Regions from separate parts of the Mus musculus genome. Here regions 2, 3, 4 and 5 are each linked to region 1. A link is a contact called in public ChIA-PET, HiChIP or PLAC-seq and promoter capture Hi-C data. All regions are on one chromosome and are shown on one strand. The core of a region is the stretch at or near the end of the contact, and the rest is flanking DNA. Distances in the headings are between cores, read along the strand shown. Region 1 holds the start of Sik1 (salt inducible kinase 1). Region 2 holds the start of Abcg1 (ATP binding cassette subfamily G member 1). Region 3 holds the start of Cyp4f17 (cytochrome P450, family 4, subfamily f, polypeptide 17). Region 4 holds the start of Slc37a1 (solute carrier family 37 (glycerol-3-phosphate transporter), member 1). Region 5 holds the start of Rasal3 (RAS protein activator like 3).

The links. Promoter capture Hi-C pulls out the DNA fragments that hold promoters and counts their contacts. ChIA-PET counts read pairs in DNA pulled down with a chosen protein or histone mark. HiChIP or PLAC-seq counts read pairs in DNA pulled down with a chosen protein or histone mark.
Region 2: a contact with region 1 is called in an RNA polymerase II ChIA-PET map of memory CD8 T cells, with 18 read pairs. The contact joins the promoter of Abcg1 here to the promoter of Sik1 in region 1. A contact is called at or near these places in 1 of 39 promoter capture datasets (pre-B cells), 1 of 484 Hi-C or Micro-C datasets (CD4 T cells) and 1 of 115 datasets of contacts at active chromatin or transcription factors (memory CD8 T cells).
Region 3: a promoter capture Hi-C map of stem cell-derived epiblast-like cells shows a contact between it and region 1, with 3 times the contacts expected there. The contact joins the promoter of Cyp4f17 here to the promoter of Sik1 in region 1. A contact is called at or near these places in 1 of 39 promoter capture datasets (stem cell-derived epiblast-like cells), 1 of 484 Hi-C or Micro-C datasets (the N1E-115 cell line) and 1 of 115 datasets of contacts at active chromatin or transcription factors (memory CD8 T cells).
Region 4: an H3K4me3 HiChIP or PLAC-seq map of bone marrow-derived macrophages shows a contact between it and region 1, with 4 times the contacts expected there. The contact joins the promoter of Slc37a1 here to the promoter of Sik1 in region 1. A contact is called at or near these places in 2 of 39 promoter capture datasets (liver and pre-B cells), 1 of 484 Hi-C or Micro-C datasets (the N1E-115 cell line) and 4 of 115 datasets of contacts at active chromatin or transcription factors (bone marrow-derived macrophages, embryonic stem cells, pancreatic cancer cells and 1 more).
Region 5: a contact with region 1 is called in an H3K4me3 HiChIP or PLAC-seq map of bone marrow-derived macrophages, with 4 times the contacts expected there. The contact joins the promoter of Rasal3 here to the promoter of Sik1 in region 1. A contact is called at or near these places in 1 of 39 promoter capture datasets (stem cell-derived epiblast-like cells) and 1 of 115 datasets of contacts at active chromatin or transcription factors (bone marrow-derived macrophages).

The regions. Positions count from the first base shown.
Region 1 is chr17:31,854,328-31,857,515 of GRCm38.p6, reverse strand. Sik1 (salt inducible kinase 1) reads left to right here and starts at 1,712. Exons shown (of 14, transcript NM_010831.3): 1 at 1,712-1,844; 2 at 2,452-2,622. The coding sequence starts at 2,467.
Region 2 is chr17:31,056,059-31,059,246 of GRCm38.p6, reverse strand. It overlaps Abcg1 (ATP binding cassette subfamily G member 1), which reads right to left and starts at 1,553. Exons shown (of 15, transcript NM_009593.2): 1 at 1,391-1,553. The coding sequence starts at 1,432.
Region 3 is chr17:32,505,014-32,508,201 of GRCm38.p6, reverse strand. It overlaps Cyp4f17 (cytochrome P450, family 4, subfamily f, polypeptide 17), which reads right to left and starts at 1,718. Exons shown (of 13, transcript NM_001101445.2): 1 at 1,624-1,718; 2 at 1,110-1,308. The coding sequence starts at 1,307.
Region 4 is chr17:31,294,521-31,297,708 of GRCm38.p6, reverse strand. Slc37a1 (solute carrier family 37 (glycerol-3-phosphate transporter), member 1) reads right to left here and starts at 1,485. Exons shown (of 20, transcript NM_001242427.1): 1 at 794-1,485. It overlaps Gm30139 (a long non-coding RNA gene), which reads left to right and starts at 2,848. Exons shown (of 3, transcript XR_001782201.2): 1 at 2,848-3,188.
Region 5 is chr17:32,401,846-32,405,033 of GRCm38.p6, reverse strand. Rasal3 (RAS protein activator like 3) reads left to right here and starts at 1,453. Exons shown (of 18, transcript NM_001374604.1): 1 at 1,453-1,513; 2 at 1,635-1,978. The coding sequence starts at 1,651. It overlaps A530088E08Rik (RIKEN cDNA A530088E08 gene), which reads right to left and starts at 2,020. Exons shown (of 1, transcript NR_029458.1): 1 at 226-2,020.

The DNA of each region.
Region 1 (3,188 bases), core at 463-2,962:
GGAAGGCTCTGGCTAGACCGAGGCCAGTGGGTGGACAGGCTGGGAAAGGATGGGGGCCCATGAGGTAAGAACAAGGGGTTTCCTACCCTCTGTGCAGCTCTCCTGGGAACAGGGAGAGATGTTAGGACGCCCAGGGGTGAGGGGAACAGCAGTAAGCTGTTCAGATAGGAGAGACTAAATAACTGCCCCAAACCTTGATTTATGAACCTGGGACAAACCAGGGGGAGCATGTTGGAAGACTAAGGGGCCCTGAGATGGCTACTGTCCTTGAATGTCCTTCAAAACACACGGACCGGGAAAGGCAGGGCTGCAACTGGTACGATCCTTGTGGGAGTAATGTACAGTAGCAGTAGTACATGGCTGGCCCCTGCGAGCCCTATCTCAGGCCAGCCTACCACCCGCCTCTACCCAGGAAGTCTTCCTCCGTTGAGGAATGAATTCTGATGAATTCTGAATCAATTGTGATTAATCAATCCACCCGGTGCTAGTTTTTCTCTCACACAGGAAGCCACGAGGAAGAGAGACACAGAAGTTTAGCTCCAAACCGCCACCTTCCTAGCCTTTGGAGAATCGTCTGTCCCCTTTCTCGTCTGCCCTTAAGAACACATCTTACTTTCTGATGAGGTGTGAGGGAACACAAACAGAAGGAGTCACACACATGCCATTTCCACTCTCTCCACACTCCGTCTCCCCTTTAATGGGCCCTGCTTCCGGCAGGCACTCTCAGGGTCAGTTCCAAGGTCCCAGCCGCCCTGTGTCCTATCTGTTGTCTGGAAGCAGCTTGGGGACAGACAGGGTGGGCCAATTGGCAGACAGCAAGAAAATGGGCAAAGTGCCCAGTCCTCCAAGGGCCCCACCTATCAGCCCTGAGTAGTGGCTGGGTCCTTTTGCAGCCCGTGTCTAAAGCACGCGTCCTATTCAGCTGTCCCAGGACACCACTGCTGGACCAGGCGGCCCTTGAAGCAGGAGGCTTTGGGAAAATGAGTCGCGTTTTCCTGCTTTAACTTTCCAACTTGCTGAATATTTAGAGGTTTTCTCTCTCTCCTCTCTCCTCCCCCCCCCCCTCTCTCTTTCTATAACAAAAGTAAGTGGCGTTCAACTAACCAACACTTTCCTAGAGCCAGGCATTCTTGCAGCTGGCCGGCCCTCTCAGGGATGAAGTGAGGGTCAAGGGGCAGCCACTGCTGGCGGCACATCGAGTGCCCAGCATAGCAGACTGATCAGTCTAGGGCCATCAGCCCCAGAGTCCCACGCCGAAAATCCCGCAGCTCTATTCCACCCTGCTGAGTCCGAAGCGAGCACTGAGCACCCAAAGGGCACCGTACCCACCATGAAGCCCCTGGAAGTGGTCCTAAAGCAGGCTCGGTCTCCTAGTCGGGGGCGGGGGTGGGGTGGGGGGGTGGGCTACAGCAGTGTCGCCCATGCCCGGCAGGGGGCGCCAGCAGTCTCGGGCGGTTGCTGAGCCGGGCCCCTGACGTCACCGCCCGCGGTCGCCATGGCGACGGCCTCACCAGCGCGCGCGTCAGAGCCTCCAGTCTCTTGGCAACCGCCCGATCTCCGCTCCCCCTCGGCAGGCACCGGGCCGCGCGTCGCTCTGGCGTCAAAACGACGTCAATGGGCTGTGCCTGCCGCGGGGGGCGGGGCGAGGCGGGGCTTGTGCGGGGCGGGGCCGGGGCGGGGCGGGGCGTTGCCGCGTGCGGCCGGCGGCGGCGGGGCGCTGACATGCGGCGAGGCCCGGGCGGTGGCGGCAGCGTTGGCGGCGGCGGCGCGAACGGCGGGCACCGGAGCAGAGCTAGCAGCCGAGCGGGTGGCATCCCGGGTCGGGCTCACGGAGGGCGGCGGAGGTGAGCAATGGCGCGGGTTCGGGTCTCCGAAACCCGCAGGTGCGCGCCTGGGGTCGCGGGCAGGACTCCAGCCCGGCGGGCTCCCTATTGTTGCGGGTCGGCGCCCGGAGGCGGGTCTGCGAGCGCCCGGTTGTGGAGCCTGTCCTGAGGAGCCGAGCGTTGGCACTGGTGGACGGGAGCGCGGTGAAAACCCGGGACCGTAGGGTGTCCAGGAGCTGGCTTGGGGTCGACTGCGGGTGGACTGCTGGCGCGCGCGCCCGGCCGGGACCGGAGGTCGGGGGGCGCGTGCGTGGGGGCTCGCACTGAGGGAACCTGGGATCGAGGGGGCGCGCGCGTGGGGGCGCAGGCTGGGGGTTCGGGATAGAGGAGTGTGTGCGTGGGGACTTTAGCCGAGGAGATACTGTATCAAGGAATGAGCGAGTGGGGGTGTGAGCTGCGAACCTGGGTCGGGGCCACACTAGGAGCCTGGGGCTGGAGGAACAGAGGGTTGAGGACGCACGCGTGGTGGCCTGGCGGACACAGTTTCAGTGGCCGGGTTTGGCGGGGAATGGGATCGGGACCGAGCCGGAGTCGGTCGGTGCTGAGCGCACTCCTCGCTGACCCGCAGGTGCGGCCCGAAGCCATGGTGATCATGTCGGAGTTCAGTGCGGTCCCCTCAGGCACTGGCCAGGGCCAGCAGAAGCCCCTCCGGGTGGGCTTTTACGACGTGGAACGGACCCTGGGCAAAGGCAATTTTGCAGTGGTTAAGCTGGCGCGGCACCGAGTCACCAAAACGCAGGTGCGCGCGCGTGTTGTGTGTGTGTGTGGGGGGGGGACTAAACCAGGGGGTGGATCCAGCCAGGGGGTGGCCCCCTGTGCTGATTCAGTCCTGTGGAGTTGATTGTCACAATTGTAAACGATGACATTGTTTAGTCTGGTAAAGGGGGAAAAAAGCTTTGTATTATGCTTCTACATAATTTGTACAATTACTAGGGAAGAGCAAAGATAATAATGACCAGCAACCGCCCCCTTCCGAGAGAGAGAGAGAGAGAGAGAGAGAGAGAGAGAGAGAGAGAGAGAGAGAGAGAGAGAGAGAGGGAGAGAGAGAGAGAAATAGAGAGGGGGGAACACAACAGAAGTGAGCAGCTCCTTGTAATAAAGCTAGCTGAAAAATACAGAGGCTTTAATTTAACTTCTATCCCTTTAAAAAATGTTAGTGGCTTCTTTTAATTTTTTCCCCCAACTTCTTGTGACCTCTTGAAGACATCAAATGTTTGAGAAATTCATTTGTCCAAAAAAAAAGTACAAATGAAGTAATGAGGTTACTTGAAGTTTTTCCCCCCCTTTTTTTCTTTTTAAAATCTG
Region 2 (3,188 bases), core at 304-2,803, 800 kb after region 1:
GGTAGAGTCAACTAGATAAAGGTGCAGACTGGAATACCCGAGGAGAAGCGATTCCTGTTTTCATTGACTCTGGCGAGTCTGAAATGGAGCACAGCCCAAGGATGGGGAGCAGCTTAGAAGGGTCTTCCTTCCCGCCTCACCCCACCCCCTGCTAACCACCACCATCACCACAGTGCATCTTTGCTCCATTCTATCGGTTTACACAAAATCATTACATAATGAGTCGGCGGGCAGGGCTCGAGACGAGTTCTACAGTAACCTGTTTGGAATCACAGGATGCGGTTGTCAGAGCAGAGCATGCGCACAAAGCCGAGTGCTTTTTTTTTTTTTCCTCTAGAGCGCAAGGCAAGAGGTAACTGTCGGTCAAATCCTGGGGAGCCTTGCTGACTTCAAATACAGGATGCTAAAAATGAAATAAAGGGGAGGGACTGTGAGATGTGGGCTTCTAGCGTATTGGGAAGGAACAGGCAGGCTAGTAACAGAAAGAAAGGCACGATTCGGGTGGGAAAACGGAGGGCTTGCTGTTTATACTCCACCACAGTCTGAAGTCAGCTTAAGAGGTTATTAACCGCAATGTCCGCTTGTTAGACAGAGCCGGTAGGGCCAAGGGTGAGACCAGACAGATGGTGGGCTGGTTTTTGTTGTTGTATGTTAGCTTTCTCCTGGAGCATTGAGTGACCGTGGAAGAGGAGACGCTTGCCCACCTCTGAGAAACAATACTTGTCTAGCAATTCTGTAGCACCCAGGTTTTGTCCTAACACTGGTATCTGGGGGGATGGGGGCGTGTAAATGCCCACACCCTACCCTCACCCTGGCAGGGATCTGAGCTCGTCCTCCTCTGTCTCCCCTGGGACTTCGCTGCCTCCTCCAAGAGTAGCTGTCTCTGGGGAGCGCAGGAGAGCAGGCTCCGTTTCGTGGGGCGCAGTTTCTCTTTTTGTGTCCCCCCCCCCCCACTGTGCCCAGGACTCCAGAGGGTGGCGCAAGAAGTCCCCCGCCGTCTGCCCGCTCCACAGAGCTCCTCAGAGAGATCTGACCCTCCCCTCCCTCGGGCTGAGCCTGCAGTCCCTCCCCAGTGCGCTTCCACATCTCCAGCCCCTCACCCAGGAGGCGGACAAGTCAAGGCCATCTACCTGTCCACTTGTGGGGTTGCTCGCTACCCGCGCCCCACTCCACCTTCTGGATGCCCTAAGCCAGTACAGGAGCATCTCAAAGCTCCAGGTGGCCAGGGCGGAGTCGAGCAGCGCCGGGCACCTCTCCAGAGCACCCCAGGTCAGCGCCCGGAGGATGCGCTCATAGGCGGCTGGTGTGAGGACCAGCCAGCCTGGCTTTGAGCTTCCTGTTTCCTTAGAAGATAAAAGCCAGCCCGGAGTGCGAAGGATGTGCGACTCACCATGGCGGTGCCGACCGAGAAAGCGGCCATCAGACAGGCCATGCCCCGGGGGCGGCGGCGGCAGCGGCAGTGGAGACAAGTCTGCGGGCGGCGGGGACGAGGTTGCAGGAACGAGGCTGCGCTTGCTCCTGCTCCTCCGCGGCGCTCTGCGCGGGTTCCGACTGCGCCCCGGCCCCGCCCCTGCCCACGATTGGGCCGGGCGGAGGGGGCGGGGCGCCGACAGGTGCGCGTGCTCTTGTTTTGCTCCTGTTGCGGAGCGGCTGGAGGATGCTCTGGACCCGAAGCTGTCTGCTAGGCCTCTCCCAACCGCCTGGGCCTGGGAAGCCCACTTCAGGGACCCTGCAGGAGCTGGGCCAGCTCAACCCTAGACGAACCAGTGGGGGCGCCCTACAAACCACGGGGTCCTTGTTTCGGAAACCTCCCGAGGTAGCTTGAGATCAATGGGATAGGGAAGAAGGCAGGTGGCTCCTTTGTTCTGCCTTTGTTATGCATGCCTTCCAGGTAGAAGCCCCAGGGACAAACGTAGAAAACAGCCCCAGGGCTTTTCCCTTAGCGCTAGTGTGCGGTGACCCTAAATTGAGGCAGCATGGGCGTTCATACAGATAGCTCCTAGGTCTCCATCAGCACCACTCCATCCCCAAATAAGCCACAGGGGTGTTTCCAGTGTCTTACACAGCCACGTTCTTGTACCCTACTGAAACCCCTGTGATTTGTAAATGGGACGTTGCGTGGTAACCGTGGTGAAAATCTTTAATCCCAACCTCAGATCCTAAACTAAGTCTTCTGTTGAAATGATTCTCTGTCACCCCCAGCACAGTAGAGCCACCCGCTCCAACACTTGGGTGTGCTGGGGTACTTTCTGCTCTCCTAGAAAGGGGCAGGCAAGTGGTTGTCACATCCTCAGATCCTTGACCTCAGCTAAGCTTCTCCCTAGCATCACAGAAAGAAAAGTGGGTGTGGCTGAGTTTGGAGGGAAGAGGGTGGGCTTCTAATACCGGAGGGACCGATGGCCCTATCTGGTATCAAGAAGGCTGACAAAGCCAGGGCATTCTAGAAGGTTATGAGTACAAACCTCCTTGTGAGACTATGCTGGGGCCTAGCAAACACAGAAGTGGATGCTCACAGTCAGCTAATGGATGGATCACAGGGCTCCCAATGGAGGAGCTAGAGAAAGTACCCAAGGAGCTAAAGGGATCTGCAACCCTATAGGTGGAACAACATTATGAACTAACCAGTACCCCGGAGCTCTTGACTCTAGCTGCATATGTATCAAAAGATGGCCTAGTCGGCCATCACTGGAAAGAGAGGCCCATTGGACACGCAAACTTTATATGCCCCAGTACAGGGGAACACCATGGCCAAAAAGGGGGAGTGGGTGGGTAAGGGAGTGGGGGTGGGTGGGTATGGGGGACTTTTGGTATAGCATTGGAAATGTAAATGAGCTAAATACCTAATAAAAAATGGAAAAAAAAAGGATAGAAAAAAAATAAAAATAAAATTCAGATTAAAAAAAAAAAGAGTACAAACCTCCCAGGGAGTGAGAAAGGTTTCTGGGGCCTGGGCTACTGTCTGCCCTGGTGCCCAACCATGCTGTAAAGCAGCAAGAATGGACAAGGGGAGACACTGAATAATGTGACCAGGACACAGGCCATGGTATCAGCATGCCTGGTTTTGCAGATATCTACCCTCTGTCTGTTCTCCCTACTTTCAGAATTTTCTTCTGGCATTTCTCTCTTTCTCAAGCCCCTTCTACTCAACCCCATCCCCACCCCTTCCCCCATTTCCACGCCCCCTTTGA
Region 3 (3,188 bases), core at 469-2,968, 650 kb before region 1:
TACAGGAGAGGCCACAGTGGTGCCTTCTGGAAAAATAGGAAAAGTGGCTGGCCTAGTAGTGGAACCCTTCATTTTCTAGGGAGCACAAGACAGTCAGTGTGTCACCTCAATACCACAGAGGAAAACAGAGTGCTCAACTCTGACCTAATTCAGACAATGGAGTCCTCTGACACATTTTTGAGGAGGAAGAGTTAGATAAGACAGGGGAGGAATTGGTGGGGCTGGAGATATGGTTCAGAGGTTAAGGGCACTTGTTAATCTTGGAAAGGACATGGTTTTGATTTCTAAAACCTACAAGGTAGCTCACAGCCACCTATAACTCCAGTTCTGGGAGATCCAATGCCTTCTTCTGAACTCTTTGAGCAATAGGCACACACATGGTACACAAGCACCAATGTTGGCAAGATACATACATATAAAATATATATATAATATATAATATATATATATTATATATTTTATATATTATATAATATATAATAAATATATAAAAATATATTATATGTTTTATATATTATATACAATATATAATAAATCTCATTTAAAAAAAGAAAGAAGAAGAAGGAAGGAAGAAAGGAAAGAAAGAAAGAGAGAGAGAGAGAGAGAGAGAGAGAAAGAATTTTAAAAATTGGAGAGGAGGGATGTCAACTTCTGCCATTCAGCATCGCTGTCCCTCAAGAGACTCTGGCCAGCAGAGATGGGCTAAGAAAGGAGCATACCCAATTTATTCCACTAGAAAGGCTCAACTCCAACAACGTTAAGTGAAATAGCACATTGAGGGGGAGAGCTCTGCTCCCTCAACCTATCCTGGGGTGGGGTGGGGTGGGGGGCACTAACAACACAGAACAGGACTGAACAAGCAACAGAAAGAGATCTTAAAACATGAGTTCTTATCAGAATGTGATCCGAAGTTAGCTGGGAACGAGAAAGGGCAAAAAAGAAAAAAGCCTCAAAACGTGGTGTAGACAGAGGCCAGGAGTAGATATGCCGGGTATGTGACTAGATAGAGACTCACTCAGCCTCCCTCCCTCACCTCTCCACCCTCTCACGACTCCCAGGTTCCTAAGAGCCTTTCCTGACACACCAGACCTACCTGCTGCCACACTCACCATGCTCATGTGACCCCAAAACCAGTGCCGCGAAGGGGGCTCGGGGAAGCAGCGGAGACGGCAGTAGTTGTCATAGAAGGCACAAATCCAGGTCAGAATTCGAGCCAGGAACAAGGAGGCCCCAACCAACTGCAGAAGTTGCCATGGGAAGGCAGCTCCAGGCCCCAGTCCCAGCCAGGACAGGCCCAGCTGTAGCATCCTGCAAGAAAGATAGGCCAGAAGTGAGATCCTGAGGCCCAGGAGACAGAGGTGGCCCTCCATGGTCACTGGACAGAGATGGTGACTTAGAGGACTAGAACACAGGAAGGAAAAGGGACACCCAGGGCTACGGAGAGACAGAGAATCAGGCAGGAGAGAGGCAGATAGGATCTGTTTATAGTCTGCGTTGGCCTAGACTGAAGCACAGGTATGTAGCGTAGTAACTGGGAAATCAGGCCTGCCTGCAGAGCCACCCCAGCTGTAACAGAGCTTCCACTGTTCAGTAGGGGCCTTCCGTGTGTCCCAAGTCCGGCACCTTTTCTCAGGAGTAATGCGTCCCAGAAACGTCCGCTCTTCCCTGGAAATGTTTTTGATCCTGGCTACCGGCTGAGCAGGACGATGAGCTGGACTGAGCCAATCCCTCGGTGGCCCAGAGCCCTCCTCCCAGCCTGGGTAGAATATCAAAATGCGGGGGGCGGGGGCGGGGGCGGGGCGGGGGCGGGGCCAACCCGAAGCAATTGGAGCCAATCCAGGGTCACATGTCCAGGCAAGCAGGGTCCTCAGGATTCAACACCTTCCATCTGAACCAAGACAAAGGTGTCTAGAGACCCAAAGTTTACAATCTGTCCCGTTCTCACTAGGCTCCGCAGGTCCTCTGAGGACCTGCAGGCTAGAGGGCAGCAGGCAGTGTTTTCCAGTTCGGACTGAAAGGATCCGAGCCTCTGCCTACCAGCTGCACAACCTGGCAGAATTCTCCCTCCAAGTAATCCAGGTTCCGAGTGGAGACAAGACTTCCAGAAACAAAGAATCCGGCCGTGCTGGAACGGACTAAAAGAGATTCTGAAGATTAAAACTCCCAGCTGAGGGACCAGAGTTCAGTTAGGAAGTAGGTGGGAGGGGTCAAGCTGAGCCGCCAGTCGTGGGGAAATCCAGGCAGGCGAGAAGAGAGAGGGGGTTGTGGGCTCCGGGTCAGCAGCACCACGTTGAGAGCTCCAAGAGAAAAACACCATTCACAATACAAAGGCAGGCCCATCTGAATAACACTATTATTCATTCAACTGAAAGGGTAAAAGCCCAAGGATGCGCAAGTGACGGACTTCAAGCCGTAAAAGATATCTATAACTGCCAACCCAGACTGCTGCATCCAGAAAAGCTGTCTGTCATAAAGAAGGACATTTTTTTTAACTATCAGCGGTAAAAATAGAACAAAGGCATTTATGAGCACTGAGCCAGCTCTACAGAAGATGCTTGATAGAATCCTTCAGGCTGAAGAGGGGGAAATCAGGCCACAAAGTCCAGGAAATAAATAAATAAATAAATAAAACACACTAGAATATTATTAAAGCAAGAGAGGAAGAAGGAGGAAAACAAAATCAACAAAATTGCAGGAATCAACAAACACCTTTCAATAACTCGGGTGTTCTCAGTCTCAACTGCACCCCAGATAAAGGCACAAGCATGGATCTGCTGCTTCTAAGAAATATCTCACTACAAGAGGCAGATAAGATTCTAGCTCAGGGTGAAAGGACGCTAAGCTATCTCAGGGGACAGGAAGATGGCTCAGTGTGAATGCACCTGCAGCCAAGACTAACAGCTTCACTCTGCTCCATAGAACTGACCAGCATGATGAAAGGAGAGAATTGACTCCTGCAAACTGTCCTCTGGCCTCCACACCCATGGCATGACAGGCACGTGTGCCCACACACACACACACACACACACACACACACACACACACAAATAAATAAAATGTTAGTTCACAGACTTTTAAGGGTATGCCAAGGAAATGGACCTAGAACACAAGCAAGCAAGTGTGTTGCTGTTCTATCATCTGACAAAAGAATCTTCAAATGAAAACTAGTGAGAAAGAATAGAGAAGTC
Region 4 (3,188 bases), core at 236-2,735, 560 kb after region 1:
TCATTGGACAGGGAAAGGAGAGCAATTAGGAGTTTTTCCATGGTGAGGCAGCACCCGACCAGGCTCAGGAGCACACAGAGAGCCCAGCCAAGCAAGAGTTGAGGGACGGACAGACACACCCACGATCCTCCCAGCTACCGGGCTCTGAGCTACCCAGAACCCATCAACCCTTCAAGGAGACTCAGGAGTGGGTGGGAGTTAGCAAAAGCAAGAGCAATGCCCCAAGGGGGGTTTTCCAGTCTTTAGCACACAGGCAACATCAAGGCAGCCTAAGGCAACCTGTCAAAATGATGGCACTTTATAAAAGGGCAAACCTGGGAACCAAACTCCCTCCAAAAGCTTCAAGAGTTTTGTTTTAAACCAAGACAAACACTAACTCCTCTAATCGAGCCCTTTCTAAGCGTTTAAAGGCTCCATTGGCCGTGGGAGATAAACAGAAACTGTTATTTTCACTTGTCCTGAGCTTAAATACAAGGAGTCAGAATTCTATCCACCATAGCTCTTAGCCCACTCACAGCAAACAACGCACCCCGGGTGTTCTCCACCGAACCAGACCTGTAACAATACTCCCAGGAACTCAGGGTGCAAACAGGACCCCCAAAAGAGGGAATTCTGTGTAAAGCCGAATAATATATTTACCAACTCGCCCAACTTCACGCAATTTAAGTTCCAGGGCGAGAAGGCAGGTAGGGAGGCAGGCAGGTGCAGAGAGCTCTAAAGACCAGGAAAAAGCACCTTAAGAATTTAAACCAAGAGCAAGGGGAGGGTCTTCCGTTCAAATGCAAATCTTTACCTGCGGGCCACCAAGATCCTTGGGTGGACCCTAAGTGCGCGGAGCTGGGGGACTTTTCCGGTGGTTTAAACCCTTTATTACCGCCCAGACGGTGGCTGTCACTGCGTTGGCCACAGAGCCCGGGCTCCGGGAAGCAGTTCTTTTAGCAAACAAACAACCGGAGCCCAGGGTGCTGGCTGAGAGCTTTCCCAAGGGCTTTGCGAGCCGGCTCCTCCTCCCAGGTCCTACAGCCGCTTGGCCGGGTGGTGAAGGCTACAGGCACGCCCACGTCCCCTACGAGCGGCAGCAGACAAAGCGCTGGGTCTCCGGCAGGCGTCTTCTCACAGCTGTCACTCGCGGCCTGGGGCCGGGAGGGGACCCAGCATCACAGCTAGGCGACCCCAGCCCCCGGGTCTCAGGGAACCTTTTGCTTCCACTTTCCCCGGGAATTCAACGTCACCAGCACCGGATCGCCCCCGCACTGTCTCTCAAGGCCACTCTAGGAGCCCTTACTTCAAAGACGTCCCACTCTAGGAAAAGCGCTTGGTTTGTCCCCGGCTCTCCAGCCACACAGCAGAGGGAGACAAACGGCGGAGAGGCCGAAGCGGGGCCCACGGCAGGTGCGTGGCGGCTGGCAGGTGAGCGCCGCTGGGGAGGGTCCTCCGTTGTCCCCGCGCCTACCTGCGCTCCGCAGCCCGCGTCGCGTGCTTCCTGCCGTCGACTTCCTGGAGCGGCCGCCCTTTCACTTTCCCGGCCCTGTGAACGCCGACCCTGTGCGGCTCCTCCCTCTCCCGCGCGCCCCCTGACCCCGGCCCCGCGCGCGCCCAAGGGATGCTCAGATCGCACACAGCCCGGAGATGCTCAGCTGGAGCATCCTCTAGCTGTTCCTGGGTCCCCACACCTGCCTGTCATGCTCTCCTAGGCCCCGCAGGACGCCGGGCTCTTACTGGCATGGTGCCCAGCAGCCAAACGCTAGCTCCTAGGGGACCTCACCACCACCAGGCTTTTGTCCCCGAGGCGGACCTTACTAATGCCAGCGACATAGACAAGTTCCGAGGTAAAGATTTGCTCCCTCGGAGTCCTGGACTGAGGATGGCCTCTCTCGGCCTACCACATCAAGTGTCAAGAGTCAAGAGCATCCGGTATGCTACAAATGGAGCTGGCACACGCCTGGTACCGCACCTGTGTCAGTGTGATAAATGGCTTGCATGGTTAAGTCCTGAAGGCCAGCCACCCCGGTCATGAGAAGTGCCCTGGCACACAGCTTCCTGGTCAATTCCGGATAATTATCTTTCAAACCCCACACCTCCTGCCAAGAATTGATCCTGGAAAGTCCGGGAAGGGCCTGATTACTTTTCTAAAGGGCATCTGCCTCACGCCTCCACGTGTCGGCCTGGCCTGGCATCCAAAGCCAGTCCTGCCGCTCAGCCCCCTGCCGCAGATCAGCACCTGCCTGGAACAGCAAAACCAGGCAGGAAAACAACTTCCTAGGAACACCCACTGGGTAAAACCGTGCCTAAACCAAAACCAACCCGATGCATGAACAGAGAGAGCCAGGGCGAGGGTGAGGAGTGTTTGGCGGGGGTAACTAGCGCCCTCTTCAGACTGGTTGGTGTACAGGCGGCCCACAGCTTCACTCTCCTCCCCACAGCCCACCCGCGCCACAAGCGCGAACGCAGTCTGCTGAATTGGGGAAGGCCCAGCCATACTTCTATCTACAGGCTTTTGAGAAGTGTTCTGTACCCTACAAGCAAAGTTGACTTCCTGTTTGAGCCACCTGCACCCACATCTCATATAGAAGTGGCCGGGGAACTCTGGCCACTCTACCCTGTTCCTTTGGCTAGATGTTTCCCACCCCACCCCCCTTTTTTTCCTCCCTAACTCTCCATTCCTTGTAGGCAGCAACTCAAGTGGACGCTTACATCTACTCTAGGCGCCTCCTCCCCATGTCACTAGTTCTCAGGCCTGCCATCACCAAGCTTGCTCAAGAGTCCCTTGCCCTTATGCCTGTGTTCCGTGGTTTTGTTTTGTTTTCTGTAGCTGCCCCAAACTACCCCAGCCAAAGTAAAATTTGAGCTCCCCAACTTGATTGACCACTTTTAGAAGGCCTTTCCTTACAACAGAGAACACAGCCTCCCGAGGAAGCTGAGACAGGACCCTGAGGCCAATTGCTCAGCCGAAGAGCCTCAGAAAAACTTCCGGGTTTTTCAGTTCCCAAGAACGAGACTTTCCACATTAGTTAGTTAGGATTTCTTTTCTGAGTCTGTGGTTTTTGAGTGAGCTCAGACTTTGAGAATTGTTGAAATAGAAAGAATTTGAGATATCGTCTCTAGATTCTGTTTAAAAATAACCTAGTGAGGCCAGTTTACCTCCCAGACTCTAGGGGGCGCAGGATCTCTCTCTCTTTCTCTCGTTT
Region 5 (3,188 bases), core at 204-2,703, 550 kb before region 1:
TGGGTACAAATGTCCAAGGACGCATGAGCTCCCTTGGAACTGGAGTTCCAGGCAGTTGATAACTGTCACAGATTTAAGGAACTGAACAGTTTCTGGTCCTCTATAAGGACAGCCACACACTTCACTACGGAGCTGTCTCTCCAGCCCCAAGTCTGTGGCTTGTCATGTTGTCACATGCTTGGTTCTCAACTTCTCACTACTTTACTTTTCTTTCTTTCTTTCTTTCTTTCTTTCTTTCTTTCTTTTTTTTCTTCCTTCCTTCCTTTCTCTTTCTTTCTTTCTCTCTTTCTTTCTTACTTTCTTTCCTTCTTTCTTTCTTCTTTAGTTTTTTTATTCTTTGATACAGGGTCTTGCAGGAGAGCCCTGGCTCCCCCTTGAACTCACAAGCTTCCTGCCTCAGATTCCTAAGTACTAGATTTTTATGTGTGTGTGTAGTTATCACTCTGAGTAAAGGTTAGGACTCTATACTAGATGACTGAACTCACACAGGGTATACTCTTCAGCTTTTGCTTTTGTTCCGCACTGTGATTCGTCTGACATCATTAGTTAAAGAATTTATTCATTTTCCTTGCTATACGATACTCTTCGGTGTGGAAATGTCACTGAGTATTTGTCCAGCTGTCAGTGGACACCTGGGGTCTATGGAGTCCTTAGGTGCAGTGTTGGTGGCCATGTCTATTGGATGTCTGCCTAGCAGGGGAAATACTGGATCTGAGGAGAGCCACATAACCATGCTAGAACAAGGACTGGAGGTGTGGCACAATGAGGGCTACAACTGTCACGAACATGCAATCTTTAGTTCTAACTTAACACTGGTTTGGGGAACGTCTAGCCAAGAGTCCAAGGCCAGCCTGGGCTACAACACATGCCGTGAGCTCAAGGCCCGGTCTGTATAATAAAAAATGAAAAGACGGCTAGGCATGTGGCTAAGTAATAGAGCATAGGCCTTGCACCCAGGCCCTAGGTTCCACTCCCAAGGTGGAGGGGCTGGTGAATGGCTCAGCGGGTAATGTCACTTGCCATGTACGATCCGGAGTTCCAGCCTCCAATCTCACACAAAGGTGGGAGAGAACTGACTCTACCTCCACATGGCTGTCCTTTGATCACCATATGAGCACTATAGCATCCACACACACACAAATAATAAATCCATTCCAATAAAATTGTGGCAGCTTCCCTACATAAGTGAGTCTTTCCACACTCCGGCCACCAGGAGACTTTAGGGGGCCTTGCTAGCCAGCATTTATCCAAGATGTTCCCATTTCACAGAAGGCAACTGAAGCTCAAAGAGAAGTATGTACTGCCTCCTAGACCTTCTCGTCAGAAGCCAGAACTGCCAACCTCTCTTCCACCCCGCCACCTCCGCATCCTGCCCCCATCATGCCCTCCCAGCCTGACTGTAAAGGGGGGGGGGCGGGGGAGACAAGACAGGGTCACGTGGAGCTAGGTTCTGAGGAAGGAAGCTAGGCACAGTACAGACGGCTGCTGGTTCTGGACTGGCCAGGAAATCAAGGTAAGGGAGGGTGTACGTGTGGCATCCTCAAGTATGTTCCTGGAGGCGAAGCTGAGAAGAGACCAGGGAAGATGAAGCCAGAATGTGGGCAGACAATGTTCAGAACCTTTTGGTCTCGCAGCAGAGACTCCTCCGCCATGGACCCACCGTTGCAGAGTGAAGAAGATTCCCAAACGCAGCCCTCGCTGCCCTCTCCGCTGACATCCTACCGCTGGCACACTGGAGGCAGTGGGGAAAAGGCTGCTGGAGGGTTCCGCTGGGGCCGCTTTGCAGGCTGGGGAAGGGCCCTGAGCCATCAGGAGCCCATGGTGAACAGCCAGCCAGCCCCCAGATCTCTGTTTCGTCGGGTCCTCTCTGCACCCCCTAAGGAGTCACGGTCCAATCGCCTCCGGTTTTCCAAGACCCTGTGGGGAAGGCACAAGAACGTGGCACCACTGGAACCCAAGCCAAATCCGAAGGCCCCAGGTACGCTCTCCCCCAATCCAGCTGGGGCTAGGCTGGGTGGCCGGAAGCCTGGGTGTTTGTCTGTCAATCTAGCATCAGCCCTCTAGACACAGGAAGTTGTGGGGAGTATGAAAGCCCAGCAGGAAGCGGCTGGGGCCCCTAGCAGCGCTCATCTCTCTTTCCCCCTAAACTGGGGCGAGGAAGACTGGCAGGACCCGTAGGCAGCTGGGGTTCAGCTGAGAAAGGAGCATTGAATGGATGCATGCACCTTAGTACTGTGAGGATGTCTAATTGTTCTTGGCACTGACGGTTGTTGTCTTCGGTATCCAGTAGACCAAGCCGTTGGCTACATGTGGATTTGAGCTGCCATATATACATAGCCTATGTCTTACTTTGTTTCCTTGAATGTGAAATTCCCCTTCTCTGCCTTAAAGACAACATTCATTCATTCATTCATTCATTCATTCAAGCAGATGTTCATTCAGTGTGTGTGTGTGTGTGTGTGTGTGTCCTTTATCACAACACGTGTTGAGGTCAGAGGACAACCTGCATTTATTTATTTATATTAGAAAGGAGCAAGCAAGCCATGGTTCCTGGAGTCAAAGGACAACTTTCAGGAGTCAGTTCTCTCCTTCAATTACGTGAGTCCTGGGGATCAAACTCAGACAGCCTTGGAGGCAAGCACCTTTATTTGCTGAGCCATCTTGCTGGGCCAAGCAGAAGTTTTTTGAGCATCGAATTGGTCCCTGAGTGAAGCACTAAGGAGAGATGTCAGCAAAGCAGATGACACTCCCTGCCCTGTGGAGTTCACGTTGTAGTGGGTGGGGGAGGAACAGTTACAAACCTGCTGCAAAATGAGAACTGGGAGACTAGTGGACACTAGGAAGATTAGAGACCAGGGCCTAGCATATACTAAGAGATCCAATTGTAGGAAAGAGTTAGGGCCTCGGATGTGGCTCGGTGATAGAGCACTTGCTTAACATGGGAGGGGTTGTGGGATTGTGGGTTTTACACCCACCACCAAGAAAAAAAGAAGAGTTGTATGTATCACCTCTAGTGGTAAAATCGGGTTGAAAATACACCTAAAAGGTTGGTTCCGGGCTGGAGAGATGGCTCAGTGGTTAAGAGCTCTGACTGCTCTTCTGAAGGTCATGAGTTCAAATCCCAGCAACCACATGGTGGCTCACAACCATCCATAATGAGATCTGATGCCCTCTTCTGGTGTGTCTGA